2 separate regions of the Ovis aries genome follow, and region 2 is linked to region 1. Evidence: chromatin contacts called from public Hi-C data. All regions are on one chromosome and are shown on one strand. Each heading gives the region's core, a stretch centred on a gene start, on an enhancer-like site or on the middle of the called end of the contact. The rest is flanking DNA. Distances are from core to core; before and after follow the strand shown. Region 1 holds the start of APP (amyloid beta precursor protein). Region 2 overlaps APP (amyloid beta precursor protein).

Region 1 (7,750 bases), core at 3,801-6,300:
CATCAGTGTCTTCACTGAAATGGTTGTTTCTTAAAGCATCCACATTAAATTGAAGAAACAGTTACATAACATTTTCCCCTTCATCCTGGTTTTCATTTCCAAATTCAGTTTGAGGGTTCAGGTACTATTTGCTTTCCTTTTACTAACAAATACAAGGAGAATGAAGAAATATACATTTTCTGGCTTAAGCTTGCTACTCATTCAGGAGGACGGGGGCTCTATTCATTCCATCTCTTTGGCCGCCTCCGCCTGCCTGCCTGTTTTCCTCCAGCACTGAGGAGGGTGTATCTGGATACGAACCATTAGGCCACAGGGTGACAGCGTCCCCAAGGATTTGCAGAAGATGGTGTGAGTACCAATTCCCACCCCATCCATATGGAAGAATGTATGGAGGAATACTTCCACAAGCATGTGAGGTCCTACTATGAAAAGAAAACCATTTCATAGTCAAGTGGAACATGAAGGTAGAAAAGAACCAGGAAAAGAATCAAAAAACAAAAGAAACATTTTATTTTCCCCATGTTCCTTGCTGCTGCCCAGTGAATCAGTTTGTTCATTGGGTACCCACTTCTTCCATCAAGGTTCTAATGAAGATGCTGCATCAGAGCTCTTGGCCCCTCAATCCTTATTTGGAATTCCCTATTCCTTTCCCGGGCCTCCCTGGTGGCTCAGGGCTAGGTAAAGAATCTGCCTGCCAAGGCAGGAGACCTGCGTTCGATCCCTGGGTCAGGAAGATCCCAGGGAGAAGGAGATGGCAACCCACTGCAGTACTCTTGCCTGGGAAATCCCCTGGAAAGAGGAGCCTGGTGTGCTACAGTCCACGAGGTGGCAAAGAGTCGGACACGATTTAGCGTCTGAGCAGGCACTCCTCTCCAGAGTGTATCCTACACCTTTGCCATCCGTCTCACCATCTGTCACAGTTCATGAGCACACATGTAGGATGATTTGTTTATCCTCTGTCTTTCCCACTAGACTGCAAGCTTCCTGAAGCAAGTGATGGTTTTTGTTCACCAGGCTATCTCCAGAGCTATAGTCCAGAGCTTGGCCCCAAGAGACTCAACTTAAAATGGCCCTAATGAATAAATAGGGACACAAGGAAAATCAAATCCCACAATGGCTCTGCCCATATTCTCAGGGGTATGTGTTCGGGAGAGAGGTATGTAAACAGATACTATAAATGCAAAGACTTAAACTCCCTTCCCCAAACCTAAGATACAAATCTAGCTGGAAAGGAATCATCAGGAAATTCTCGAGGATTATCTCATCCCATGGTTCCTTTATTCCTTATATACAGATGTTTATACTGTTAATACTTTTACTCAGTATACCACTTAATCAGCACTTTCCTCTTGGTACTTAACATTTTCTGTTTTCTTTTGTAATCATGTGCCTGTCTTATTTACTCTGCAAACTTCCTGGGAGCAGGAGAATACAGTATGCAAGTCAAAGTAAACCTTACATCCTAGAGCTTTATTTATAAAGTACATGTGTAAGGTTTACCTTTGCATTTGTAACTGATACAACCAGGCAGAGATTAGAGAAATATAGTAATCGAAGATGCTTTCTAAGTCTCTTAAAGTAATACATATCCCCACCTAGATCAAATGTGCAGAAAGAGACCGTAGATTTCTATTGAATTTTACCATACTCTTCAATGGTAGTTTAACAGCCACAGGAAAGGTACGTAATAGCTCTGCTTATTTCAAGAATGACTGACACCTTCATCTTCATAAAAATATCTGCACAGAAGTCTCTAGTACACCATAAACATAAAATAGAGGCCCTCTAGCAAAAGGGAGAAAGCCTTTTTCATGAGGATTACCTCTACATTTTTCTTTTTTTCTTTTCCATATGGTTTATTACAAGGTATTGAACATAATTCCCTGTGCTACACAGTAGGACCTGTTATTTATCTCTTCTACATATAAGAGGTTGCATCTGCCAGTCCCAAACTCCCAATCCAACCCCCGCCTTCCCTTTACCCCTTACCCCTTCGCAATCACGTCTGTTCTCTATGTGAGTCTGTCCTGTTTTCCTTCAAACCAATAGTCAATGGACCACATCCTTTCTTTTCAGTCATTCCTAATTTAACCTTGTGATCTATTTAGTCGTATGTTTCTCTTTATTTCCCCAGTCAGAACCAGGGATCATTATTCTGTCTGGAGTACTTCTCTGCAGTACTAATGGCCACAGCCGCTTGGGTGCCCTCGGGTTATCATGGCTTCCCACTGGTCAGCCAGAAATGGTGACTCCTTATAGCTCACCATCGAATCTGAGCTTCCCGATTGTGAGCCCAGGCATCCACCATTAGGGCTGTTCTGACCAGTGTGAGTAGGTATCTATACTCTCTGAATTAGCACCACAATCAAAGCAGATACTTGTGAATTAGGTTAAACCCTACAATACTGGAAAATAAAATTTAAGAGGAAGCCAGTTTAAATAAATGTCAGGGCCTTTTTAACTCATACTCTGTCACTGTACCAGGGAAAATCATCAGCTCAGGTAATGATGTTTTCCCAGAGGCCGAGCACCCTGTGATCATTGCCCTTATTCATTTCTTGTCTCAAGTCACCTGCAGCAGACCTATTTTCTAAGCCCTACAAAAGACAGTCAAGTTATAATTAACATCTTTTCAACGGACAGTGACTGAGTTCCAGAAATCCCCTCAAACCTCATCAGAGTGAACTGCCTACCTTAAAGCTTTGCAAAATGAATTAACATGCATCTCACCTCCACCCTTTGAAGGAGGTGACAGTAACCAGTGAAAATGTCCAAACAGATGGAAGAGCAAAAACTGCAATCAAACAGGCTGAAAAAGAAATCTGAATCATATTTGCTTCTTTCACACAGAAAAATATACTGCTCAAAAAATGTAAACATCTACTTTTTGACAAAAGTTTCAACTATAAAGGCTTTTAATTACTTAATTTGTGTCTTTCAACATGTAATAAGACAATAAGAAAACTGAAATAATTGTAGGAGTAAATTTTAAGTACTGGAAAAAGCCTAGCTCCCTTAATTAAATGCATTTTTTAAAACAGAATAACCAAATTCTCCAACTCTTAAAACAATCTGCCTTAACGAGCCCCGAAGTGATTCTTGAGCCACTGGTAAGTAAAAGAAGAGGAAAAAGTTCAATGACCTTGTAAATTAGGGAGTAAAACGCTGTCCCGGTGTGAGAGTCATACAGTCTCAGTGGAATTACAGGAAAACGAAATTGTTTTTTGGGGAAAATTACCACAAGGATGGGGAAAAGTTGGGGGTAAAAACGGGGAAGGGAGGTGACGAATGGTAAAATACCGAACGGGAACCCAAACGATGCAAAATTACGACCTTTTTTGCCCCAGCTGTCAAGCAAACAACTTATAAGCATCTTCAGATAAAAAGGAAAACGGTGATTTGGCACAGGCGTCAGCTGAATGTTGGGAGAGTTGGATGAATGGGGCAGACTTGTTATATACACCTAGTGGTGGGTGGATTTCCCAGGCTGCAGCCTCCACAGCTTTTCTTTGCTGCACTGCAGAGGCGCCATCTTCTCCGTCTTAATCTTCGCTCAATTTCCAGCCTTTTATCTGCACCCTAAAAAAAAATGACCCCGAGGACCCTCCCCAGCAGCCCGCGCCCCCCGCGGGGAGCTAAATCACAGTGCCCAGCGCTGCCAGGGAAGGGGCCGCGCCTCGATCCGACAAACGCCTTCTTTGATACACAGGAGGGGAGAACTCGTGCAGCCCCGCCACCCGCCCGTGCCCTTTCCAGACGCACGCCGCACTCTCCGCCTATTTTTCCCCCAAGGACTTTGCAACCGAGAAAAGAATGAGCCAGCCTCGGAGGTGATGGGGGTAAGGAGGGGAAGATGAGGGGTTCCGAGACGCCGCCAGCGCGTCCCCAGGCAGCGCCCCAGCCCCCTCGGGGACGGACTCGCAGCGCGGGGAAGGGAGTCAGGCAGGACGCTCGGGTGGCGCACAGACCACCGCGCCCCGGGGCTGGCGAGGGCGGGGTGTCGCGGCTTTTGTTCCTGGGGACCTTCTCCCTCTCCGGGTGAATCCGAGGGTGCGCGCGAACGCCCTGGACGTCTAGGCTTGGGGAAGGTGCGAGGTGGTTGTGGGTCTCCGACCCCTCCCATCTCTCGCAACTTAACACAAAAGGGAGACGCCGAGAGGCACAAAGTTTGCCCGCGGAGGGTGGTGCGCGACCCTCCTTGGGGTCGCCCTCGGGAGCCTCCGCGATGAGGAAGGAGGAAGAGGTCTGGCGAGGAAAGGGTGGTGGGGATGGGAAAGGAAGGTGAAACAGGGCGGAAAAGGCCAAGGGAAGCGAAAGGGTGGGGTGGGGGGTGCCCAGCCTCCCCGAGCCGTCCCGACTCCTCCTCCCCCGGGCCCGAGAGAAAGGAAAGGGCAGCGATTAAGAGCTGGGGACAGAATACAGGGACTCCTGCGTTTTCGGTTTTCCCCACGTGTTCTCTCGGCCCCCACCGCCCCATCTCCCATCAGTATGTCTCTTGCCTCCCCCGGGCCCCGGCCCCGAGGAAGGAGTGAATCAGGATCTGAGCCTAAGAGAGCCTCCTCCTCGACTCGCGCCCACCGAGACTGGCGCGGACCCCGGGGCCCGACACCTCGCCGGATCCCTCTGCGCCGGCCGGAGCGTGGGTCCCCGGGGCAGGGCTGGGCCGGAGGAAGAGATGCGCAGGGCGCCCGCGAGCGGGGGCGTAGGGCGCAGAGCCGAGAGAGGGGCCCTCGATCGCTCCCCCCAACAACCGCCCCGCTTCTCTGGATGAAAGAGGGAGCCGGTCCCCTCCATCCTCCACCTCCCTCCACCGTCACCCCATTCCGAGGCGCGGCACTCACCTCCAGCGCCCGAGCCGTCCAGGCGGCCAGCAGGACCAGTGCCAAGGCGGGCAGCATTGCGACCCTGCGCGGGGCACCGAGCGAGCTGCCGTGCGAGGAGGATCCGCCGCGCCCGTGCTCTGCCTGTGTCGCCGCCGCCGCCGCCGTCTCCGGTGGCCCCGCGCTCTGCTGCTCCGGGTGCTCGCTCTCCTACCGCTGCCGAGGAAACTGACGGAGCGGCGGCGCGGCGGCGGGGCTCGGAGCCCGGCGAGTCAGCTGATCCGGCCCACCCCGCTCGGCACCCGAGAGAGACCTCTAGCGGAGCCGCCGGGGAGCTGCGCCCGCTCGGCCGGGAGGGGCCCGCGCCCCCCGAGGCGCCCACAGGTGCGGCTCCCGCGGCTCCCTTTTCTCCCCTGCACGCGCCTTCCCGGGCCCCCGACCGCCCGGGCCCGGAGCAGTAGGAGGGAGAAAGCTGGGGTCGGGAGAGGGAGGGATGGTGCAGGGGCAGGGAAAGGGGAGTCCTAGAACGTCTGGATTCCAGAAAAGTCGAGGGCGCTCTCCGCTCCTACCCGCGAGCTTGATTCATAGGACCCCGCAGGCCTCTCGGGGGTGTAGTATAAAGGACTGCTGCTGGGTGCGTTTTAATCCGCATTTCGGATTTTTTTTTTTTTTTCTCTGTCTCGGTTTGGAGAGGTCTGGGAGGCGTTTCTGGAAGAGAACGAGACAAGCTTAAAGGAAATAGGATTTCTTTGCTTGTTAGGACAGCAAAAGCCTCCACCCCCCTCCCCCGCCCCGCTCCAGTCAAAAGCAGCCACGAGGAACCTGGAATTTCTATCTTTAGACCGAACCGAAGGAGAAAGGCGCCGGACCTGGAGAAGAAGCGGCGACCTATTTAGTTCTCCTTGAGAGAAGATTTTGTTTAAAAAAAAATTTTTTTTTTTTTTTTTTTTTTGGTTTGAGAAAGGGAAGACCATATGGGTCGTGGTGGTGGTGTTTTTTAATCAGGCAGGGATGTAATATCTGAGATGCGGGTGAAGTGAAAGTTAAGAGGGGAAGGGTCTGGAAAGATGACTCCCGTTCGACCCCAATAGCTCAAACTCTGTCCTTGTTCTTGCTTGTGTCTGTCCTAAATCACAGAAATGAACCTTCTGGGAAGCCACTTTCTCCTCGATTAAACACAAACCACCCAGTGTCGGGTTAGTGTCCGGTGAACCTAGGATGGTCTACAACTGCCCAAACGTATCCCCTGCTCTTGACCTAAAGAGGCCTCAGTCACCAAGGCAGGGTCCCCAGCCGGCCTGCAGTGAAAGGAAAGAAGCTAGGGAGTCAGCCGTGGGATCTTTGCTCAGCCAGAGGTCGCCTGCTTCCTTCCGGAGGACTCTGTGTTTCTCTGCCAGCTGCCTTAGATGTAGTCTTCTGTTTTCAGCCCCCTAGGTATCCAAGCCTGACTCGTGGATTACTTTTTCCCATGAATGACCTTTGACGGTCCTCCACAAATAATGACAAATAATTTGTTGCCTCGAATTGTTTGTTTACTTTTATTGTTGAGTTGTGCAGTCACTTCCACTCTGCGCCCCCATGGAGTGTAACCCACCAGGCTCCTCAGGCAGTGGGATTTCCCAGGCAAGAATACTGGATTGCCATTTCCTTCTCCAGGGGATCTTCCCAAACCAGGGACTGAACCCGGAATTGTTTACCACTGAGCCCAGGGAAGTCCATTTGTTGACAAGCTTTATGTCATTTCCTTTCCATGGAAGCCCATGAGGCCCTTACTGTTATTCTTCCCATTTATAAATTAGGACTCTGAAGACCTCCTCCCAAATCTGACAACAAGTAAGTGACAAGTAGCTGGGACTGCAGAGGGAAAAAAGCCCCAGTCACAGCAAAAACCCAGTTTCTTTCAGACATGTTGACCCACCACTACTCTGTCCTAGGTTTATAGGAGCAACTGAGGGCATCTGCATGCAAATAGGAGTATGACTTAAAGATGGGGAGGGAGCCGGGCCAGCTACACAATTTACAGGGTCCAGCGCAAAACTAAACAATGGGACCCTTTGTTCCCAAAGTAAGAATTTTAAGATGGTAACAGCAGAACGTTAACCACGCTTGGTGCCCTGAGCACGGGACCAGGTGTGACCTAACAGACTGCATGTCCCTGGAGCTAGTCCTGGCAGGGAGGAAGCATTTTTTGAAGAGTTAAGGGACTTTTATTGAGCACAAAACTCAAAAATAGAGAGGTGAGGTTATAATCTCTGAAAATACAAGTTATGTGGTGTGGCATATGCCCTTCCCACTGTTGAGACGCACCTCACTCACCCATCCCTGCAAAAGACCTTCCCCAAGGAAAGATGATTAGCTGCTGAGTCAGAAAGATGATCACTCTTCACTCTTTTTCCTGCTTCGTCACCACTCAAATCCTGTTGGTTTTGCTTTTCAGCCAGTGTCTCTGTTCTGTGTTTAATGCCATTTCCTGCCCCGAGGTTATCTTCAGGATCCTCTGAGGAGTAAATACCAGAACTTCTCTAGTTAGAACTGTAAACTCTGGGAAAGGGACTACCCACCCATTGGCTTCGATCTCCACAACGGTTCCAGGCCAGACCCAAAGGCCCCAGCTTAGGAGACATTCACTAGCTCTTCAGACAATGCATTGTCTTTGAACTGCTCTGGTTACTCGAAAAGTCTTAACTTAAAGCCACATCCTTTTCCTTTAACCTCCCACTCAGATGTCCCTGTTGCACTTCTGTGACCAAGCCAAGCCAGTCTTTTCCACACCACAGACCTCCACATCAATAAAACCAGCAGTTTTCATGTTACTCCAGGGTCCTATCTTCAGAAAGTAACACAGCCGCTCCCTTCCACAGCTGTGCACATGGCACAGTGGCACCTGTTTCTGGTTCCTTCCACACTCCTCTGAGTGTGGTGTGTCTCGT
Region 2 (7,750 bases), core at 2,709-5,208, 310 kb before region 1:
ATTAGCTTTGAAATGATCAATCTTAAAGCGTGCAACTATGAGCATTAAAGGATGGCTTGGGAGTAGCATCATATGTTTGGAAAGGTTTGGTTTCATTTCATTACTGTGCTTCATTACTGTTACATTAGGACTTGGGCTTCCCGTGTGGTTCTAGTAGTAAAGAACCCGCCTGCCAATGCAGAGATGTAAGAGACAAGGGTTCGAACCCTGGTTTGGGAAGATTCCCTAGAGGAGGACACGGCAACCTACTCCAGTATTCTTATGTGGGTAACTCCATGGACAGAGGAGCTTGGTGGGCTACAGTCCACAAGTCGCAAAGAGTGGACATGACTGAAGTGACTTAGCACTGATCTCCCCGTGTTCGCTACCTCTCTGGGTCAGGCGAAATGGAACTGTTGGTTATACATGTAAACTGTCACGTTAAGCATCTTCACATAGCAGTCAGGTCTAGTTGCCCTAAACTGCAAGAGGGAGATCAGTGTTTTGTTCTCCTGAAAATAAGACACAGTCAGATGAGTTTTAATTGAGTCGCTCATACTGCATAGTGGCCTGATAAAACACTTTTGATTAATTTTCTGTGCTTAGCGTTTAAAAGGCTGCCATCTAAGGTTACAAGGTGCTGGTTGGTTCTCATGCTCCCCTGTTCACAAGTGCAGCACAGCAACACCACCAGGGTCAGCTTGTTCTTGGACACTTGGAATAGCGGTGACCCAGGCTTCTCCCAACTGGTGCTAGTGATGAAGAACCTGCCTGCCAATGCAGGAGACATGAGACAGGTTCTGTCCCTGGGTGGGAAGATCCCCTGGAGAAGGAAATGTAACACACTCCAGTCTTCTTGCCTGGGGAATTCCACGGAGAGAGGAGCCTGGTGGGTTACAGTCCATGGGGTCCCACAGAGTCGGACTGAAGTGACTTAGCACACACGCAGACTTTTCCAATTAAAAATCATGTACAGTGTATGTGACATTGTTTTAAAATAGACATGCAGCAGAGGTTCTCAAGTGGGATGGTTTTGTCCCTCGTAAGGGACATCTCACGATATCTGGAGACATTAAAAAAAATATAGACTATTCAAAAAAATTAACTTAACTTTGGTTGCACTGAGTACTGGCTGCTTTTGCTCAGGCTTTCTCTAGCTGCAGCAGGAGGGCTTCTCAACACAGTGGCATGAAGTGGATGGAGACCAGGAATGCTCCCAAACATCTTACAATGTTTTTTTAACAAGGACTTATACCCTGCAAAATATCAACCGTGTGATGGCTGAGAACACTGCTTAGTCGCTAATGATCAGCTGGTCTTAACTTGTATTTTCCTAGAACTTTTCTCTTCATATTTTATTAGAAACTGTTACAATCTGTTTGTATGTTTGTGTTCTCCCACACTTCACATTGAAGTCCTGATGCTCACTGCGATGGCATTGGGAGGTGATTAGGTCATGAGGGTGGAGAATTCATGAATGGGATTAGTGCCCTCCTAAGAGAGGCTCCAGAGAGGTCCTAGCCCCTTCCACCACGTGAGGACGCAAGAACTCTGCGACCTTGAAGAGGGCTCTCATCTGACCACGCCAGCACCTTGATCTCAGACATCTATCCTCCAGAACTGTGAGAAGTAAATTTGATTTTTTTAAGCTCTTTTTAAAAATTTATTTTTAAATAAATTTTTAATAAAAAGGATGAATTGCTTTGCAATGTTTTGTTAGTTTCTGCCATACATCAACACGAATCAGCCACAGGTATACAAATGTCCTCTCCCTCGTGAACCTCCCTCCCAGATCCCACCCGATCCCCAAATTTCTGTTTATAAGCCACCCAGTAGCTTGTAATATTTTATTATAGTAGCATGAATGGACTAAGACGGGGACAAAGCTGAGGACCAAGATATGGCAGCAAAGTAGTTTGGACCAAGTGAAGACTGAGTTGGGTCTATAAAGCATTTTACTAAAGCTGGGAGATGCCTGTTGGCCCTAGTTTTCAGCTTGGACTTACTGTTAAGACACAACAGGTGTGGATACCCTGTATCAGAAAGCTCTCATCAGTCTTCCGGTGACTCAGGAGCAGAAGGTGGTTACCATGGAAGCATTCACGACAGCACAATGCCGCTCCTCCAAGAACGTATTTATTTACATGAAAACACCATTTTATACAAATTGAAGACAAATCTTGAAGGGTTTGCCCAGGCTTGCCTTCCCCATTCCCTGATTTTGTCCCTTCCACTCTCACCTCTTTTTGGTATCATAAATAAAGGGTTTTAGACTGGGTGAAAGAACCTGAATCTACCTCTTTTTCCCCATCCAAAGTTACTTTGAATATTTAACGTCCATAGTCATCCTTCAAAGAAAACTCTTGCCGAGAGTCATTTTATTTAATTTATTTATGTAATACAGTGTAGAAAGCTATCATGGTCATACGCAATGATCCTGTACAATCATCCTGCAGAAAAGTTTTTTGGGAGAATTCTTGGTAAACTGAGACCAGCAGAGCGCTCCCACCCCCACCCTCCCCAACCCGTGAAAGTGCTTACAATGAACAGGGATTCTTTGCTTTATCAAAGATCTGAAGATACATGGATGAAAAAAGCTTCAATTCTCAATGCCTAATGTGTGCACATAAAACAGGCACGAAGAAATAAATGTCTATCCTCATAATTCCTATATCACACATATAGCAGAAGCAGCAATCTGTACAGTAAAATGCAATTGTGGAAAAAAAAAAACTCCTCTAACTCATTTGGATTACATAAAAACGTTGAACTTTAAAATGCATAGTGATCAGGAAAAGAATACTTAGGCAAGAGAAGCAGCTAAACCCACACGTTCACAGAAAGCATTCCCCCATCGATTCTTAAAGCATGTTTCAAAGTAGGACTTAGTTGGGTCACAAACCACAAGGATAATATACAACTGGCTAAGGGGCTACGTGATAAATAATCAGGAGAGGATCTATTCATGCACTAGTTGGATACAGCTAAATTCTTTACAGTACACAAAACCCATTAATAATGTAGTGTAGAGACCAAAATGACCGAAATGTGAAGAGAGAGAATACATTACTGATTTGTATATTAATTCAAGTTCAGGCATCTACTCGTGTTACAGCACAGCTGTCGAAAGGCGATAATGAGTAAATAATAAAACAGAAGGGTTTGCTTTTCTCCACGTTATTCTCTAAATGAACACCGATGGGTAGTGAAGCAATGGTTTTGCTGTCCGATTTCAGAGGCTGCTGCGGCGGTGGTCTAGTTCTGCATCTGCTCAAAGAACTTATAAGTTGGGTTTTCGTAGCCATTCTGCTGCATTTTAGAGAGGTGGCGCTCCTCTGGGGTGACAGCAGCGTCAACCTGCAGAGCAAGAACGAGGACAAATGAGTTTTCTTTTTTTTTTTTTTTACAACAATCTTTTAATAGCACACACGGAGAAGCCAGAGAAAGATAAGGTGCACCGCACTCTTTTTTTTTTAAAGCCAAGATTGCAGAACACCCACAAATTGTCCTTTCTTTTCCACTCTGACGTAGAGTAGAGGAGAAGGAGGTCTTCCCTGGAGCTCAAATGGTAAAGAATCCACCTTCGATGCAAGAGACCCGGGTCGATCTCTGAGTCGGGAAGATCCTCTGGAGGAGGGCATGGCAACCCACTCCGGTATTCTTGCCTGGAGAATCCCAGGGACAGAGGAGCCTGGTGGGCTACAGTCTGTGGGATTGCAAAGAGTTGGACACGACTGAGCGACTAACACTACTAGAGGAGAAGGCGGCGACAGAGGATGAGATGGTTGGATGGCATCACTGACTCAACGGACATGAGTCTGAGCAAACTCGAGGAGATAGTGAGGGATAGGGAAGCCTGGCGTGGTGCGGTCCATGGGGTCGCAAAGAGTCGGACACCACTGACCGACTCAACAACGCCCGAGCCCACCAGTTACGCAGACACTCCATCTGGCCACTAGGTGGCGCTCAAACCCTTGACCGGCTGGCTTGCCTTTTGCGGTGCTCATTGGTTGCTTCCCTCCCTTAGTAGTAACTGGATACGCTTAAGGCAATAAATATTCTCTTCCCCTGTTGGCTTGAAAAAGGACAAAAGGCTTCCATGAAAGACTGTTTTAAAAGTGTGGTGTCAAGCTAGGAAAAAAAAAAGTTCGAGTATTAGAGAGATTTAGCTAAGCAGCTGTGTCTGACTCTGTAACTCCATGGACTGTAGCCAACCAGGCTCCTTCGTCCATGGGATTTTCCAGGCAAGAATACTGGAGTGGGTTGCCATTTCCTTCTCCAGGAGACCTTCCTGACCCAGGGATTAAACCCAGGTCTCTCACATTGTAGGCAGACGCTTTACCGTCTGAGCTACCAAGGCAGGTATGCTTGTGGCTCAGCGGTTAAAGCGTTTGCCTCCAATGCGGGAGACCCAGAGTTCAATTCCTGGGTCAGGAAGATCACCTGGAGAAAGAAATGGCAACCCACTCCAGTATTCTTACCTGGAAAATCCTATGGATGGAAGAGCCTGGTAGGCTACAGCCTATGGGGTCCCAAAGAGTTGGACACGACTGAGCGACTTCACTTTTCACTGACACTCAAAATCTGAACTGCTGAGTATCTCCACACCCTTGTTTTAGTTTATCCCTGCTTTTGCCAAATTTAATACGCTAAAGAGGCACACAGAAGCAGAGATGGCTCTCGGAGGGGGCTTTCCTGATCAGTTAAGGTGAGGGGGGAAAATCCAAATATATTTTCTCTGGGGTCTGTTCCCTTTAATGGGTTCCTTCCGAATAAAGTGGGTGCGCTAACGGCAGAATTCTGGACACTTCAACGTGAATACAGATGAGGAACAACATTTCCCGATGAAGCACAGTGAAGTCCAAGCTGCCAGCTCCAGGAGACCGGAAAGGGATGCAATTTACATAGAATACACGGTGCAAACCCCTTGGGAGGGTGCTACCTGGAGATCTCGCTCTAGGATTGACTAACAGAAAACAACCACTGTGGTGTCAGTTTAAAATCCATGGAGGAGCATGAGGGAAAAAACAGGCTGGGGTAGCTCTGCAAGACTGAGGAATGGGAGAGAGTTGAGACAGTCACTCTTGACAGGGAACTGTGAGGTTTTCCGACGTAGCAGTCTCCTTCCCAGAAAACCTGCACCTTCCACTGATAAGAGCAAAAGGGAAACTTCTGTACCTCCACTCCGTCTGACCCCCCCCAACATACTGTTAACTCCATTCTGCCTTTACTTTTATATTGAAATTCTGGGAGGGGATGTTCATTTTCTCTCCCCGCCCCAGGAGGCTGTAGGTATCTTGAAGGTAGGATTAGTTATATTTTTGTCTTGGTACTAAGTGTTACACATTCCTGGCAGTGCCTAAATGATCAATTTCTGCTTGATTAAACCTAAGTCGGTTTCAGAAAAAAAAGAAAAAAAAAAAAAGATAAAGAACATACTGTTCCAGATTATTATTTTTAACTGAGCACTAAAATTCTAAAAGTACGTCTGGCTAAAGATTTAAACAGATGCCCTCTGTTGATATGGTGGGTCCTCTGAGTTGTAAACTTGGTTTTGTCCTCCCAGGGTCTCTGTCAGGGCCAGCTCCACTTACTCTCTCCAGGCCAAGCCAGATGTACGTTTCACGCGGGGCAAGGTATTCAGCGAAAAAGCAAGAGAGTTTCAGAAAAACATCTATTTCTGCTTTACTGATTAAGTCAAAGCCTTTGACTGTGTGGATCACAATAAACTGTGGAAAATTCTTCAAGAGATGGGAACACCAGACCACCTGACCTGCCTCTTGAGAAACCTCTATGCAGGTCAGGAAGCAACAGTTAGAACTGGACATGGAACAGACTGGTTCCAAATAGGAAAAGGAGTACGTCAAGGCTGTATATTGTCACCCTGCTTATTTAACTTTTATGCAGAGTACATAATGAGAAACGCTGGGCTGGAAGAAGCACAAGCTGGAATCAAGATTGCCGGGAGAAATATCAATAACCTCTGATACGCAGATGACACCACCCTTATGGCAGAATGTGAAGAGGAACTAAAAAGCCTCTTGATGAAAGTGAAAGTGGAGAGTGAAAAAGTTGGCTTAAAGCTCAACATTCAGAAAACGAAGATCATGGCATCTGGTCCCATCACTTCACGGGAAAGAGATGGGGAAACAGTGGAAACAGTGTCAGACTTTATGTTTTTGGGGCTCCAAAATCACTGCAGATGGTGACTGCAGCCATGAAATTAAAAGACACTTACTCCTTAGAAGAAAAGTTATGAGCAACCTAGATAGCATATTCTAAAGCAGACATATTACTTTGCTGACTAAGGTCCGTCTAGTGAAGGCTATGGTTTTCCAGTAGTCATGTATGGCTGTGAGAGTTGGACTGGGAAGAAAGCTGAGCACCGAAGAATTGATGCTTTTGAACTGTGGTGTTGGAGAAGACTCTTGAGAGTCCCTTGGACTGCAAGGAGATCCAATCAGTCCATTCTGAAAGAGATCAGCCCTGGGATTTCTTTGGAAGGAATGATGCTAAAGCTGAAACTCCAGTACTTTGGCCACCTCATGTGAAGAGTTGACTCATTGGAAAAGACTCTGATGCTGGGAGGGAATTGGGGCAGGAGGAGAAGGGGACGCCAGAGGATGAGATGGCTGGATGGCATCACTGACTCAATGGGTGTGAGGCTGAGTGAACTCCGGGAGTTGGTGATGGACAGGGAGGCCTGGCGTGCTGCGATTCATGGAGTTGCAAAGAGTTGGACACGACTGAGCGACTGAACTGAACTGAAGATGTTCAGGTTTCTAGCATATCTGCTGTACCTCAAACAGTCCACAGAAGACAGGAAGTACTTATCTCTTTGCTGAATACATGAAAACTTACAATTGTGTTATTACTGTTTTAAAACAAAAATAACGTTCCCCTCAGATACTGAAACCAGCACAGGCAAGAAGTCAACTGCCTGTTGGCCACACACATGGAAACCTTAAATTAGCTGGAACCAGAGGACTGGTGACCTTGATTCTCCAAATACCACCTGGCTACCTCACCACCGGCCAACAGAAGGATGTCCACAAGCTGACCAGGCATCCCATGACCTTCTCTCTCACAGTGTCTTTAAAAACCCTTCCCTGAAAAGCCACCAGGGAGGTCAGGTCTTCCGAGAAGTAGCCGCCCATACCATTTGCTTGGCCTTGCAACAACCTGTTCTCCTGAGTTCAGGTTTTTTTTTTAGATTTCTCATATAAGTGAAGTCTCACACTATTTTTCTTTTTCTCTGTCTGGCTTATTTTGCTTAGCATAATACCCTCAAAGCTCATCCGTGTTGTTACAAATGGCAGAATTTCCTTCCTTTTAATGGCTAAATCATATTCCATCGCGTGTATCACATTTTCTTTATCCATTCATGCACTAATTGGCACTGAGTTTGTTCCCATGCCTCGGTTATTGTAAATAATGCTGTGCTGAACACAGGAGTACAGATGTCATTTCAAGATAGTGATTTCATTTCCTTTGGATGCATATTCCCAAGTGGAGTTGCTGGGCTGTAGGACAGTTCTGTGTTCAGTTTCTTGGGGAACCTCCTTACTGTTTGCACAGTGACTGCAGCACTCTCTTAGTCCACATTATTCACTAGCTGGTGTTCTCCAGTCATGGTATAGAAATCATCTTCCATCCCTCGACATGATGTCCTAGCACCAACAGACCTGCTCTCTGGCGTTTGTCCTTATCGGTCTCAGGAGGAAAAATGTGGTGCTACAGTTTGTGTCATATATTTGAAAGTTGTTTAAAA

What was found. A called contact is a pair of places that touch in the nucleus more often than the background predicts.
Region 2: a contact with region 1 is called in a Hi-C map of hypothalamus, with 4 times the contacts expected there. The contact joins the enhancer-like site here to the promoter of APP in region 1. A contact is called at or near these places in 6 of 16 Hi-C or Micro-C datasets (hypothalamus, liver, muscle and 2 more).

What each region holds. Positions count from the first base shown.
Region 1 is chr1:130,836,177-130,843,926 of ARS-UI_Ramb_v3.0, reverse strand. APP (amyloid beta precursor protein) reads right to left here and starts at 5,050. Exons shown (of 15, transcript XM_004002806.5): 1 at 4,842-5,050. The coding sequence starts at 4,898. LOC105613472 (a long non-coding RNA gene) reads left to right here and starts at 3,485. Exons shown (of 5, transcript XR_006055662.2): 1 at 3,485-5,204.
Region 2 is chr1:131,146,094-131,153,843 of ARS-UI_Ramb_v3.0, reverse strand. APP (amyloid beta precursor protein) reads right to left here. Exons shown (of 15, transcript XM_004002806.5): 15 at 2,353-3,336. The coding sequence ends at 3,235. Among named protein-coding and RNA genes, the nearest start is that of ATP5PF, 150 kb to the left of the region's middle. Within about 2 kb of position 3,958, at least 10 of the 54 cell types and tissues checked have an H3K27ac peak or open chromatin away from gene starts, as enhancers often do. A contact at or near this core is called in hypothalamus, where this site is marked.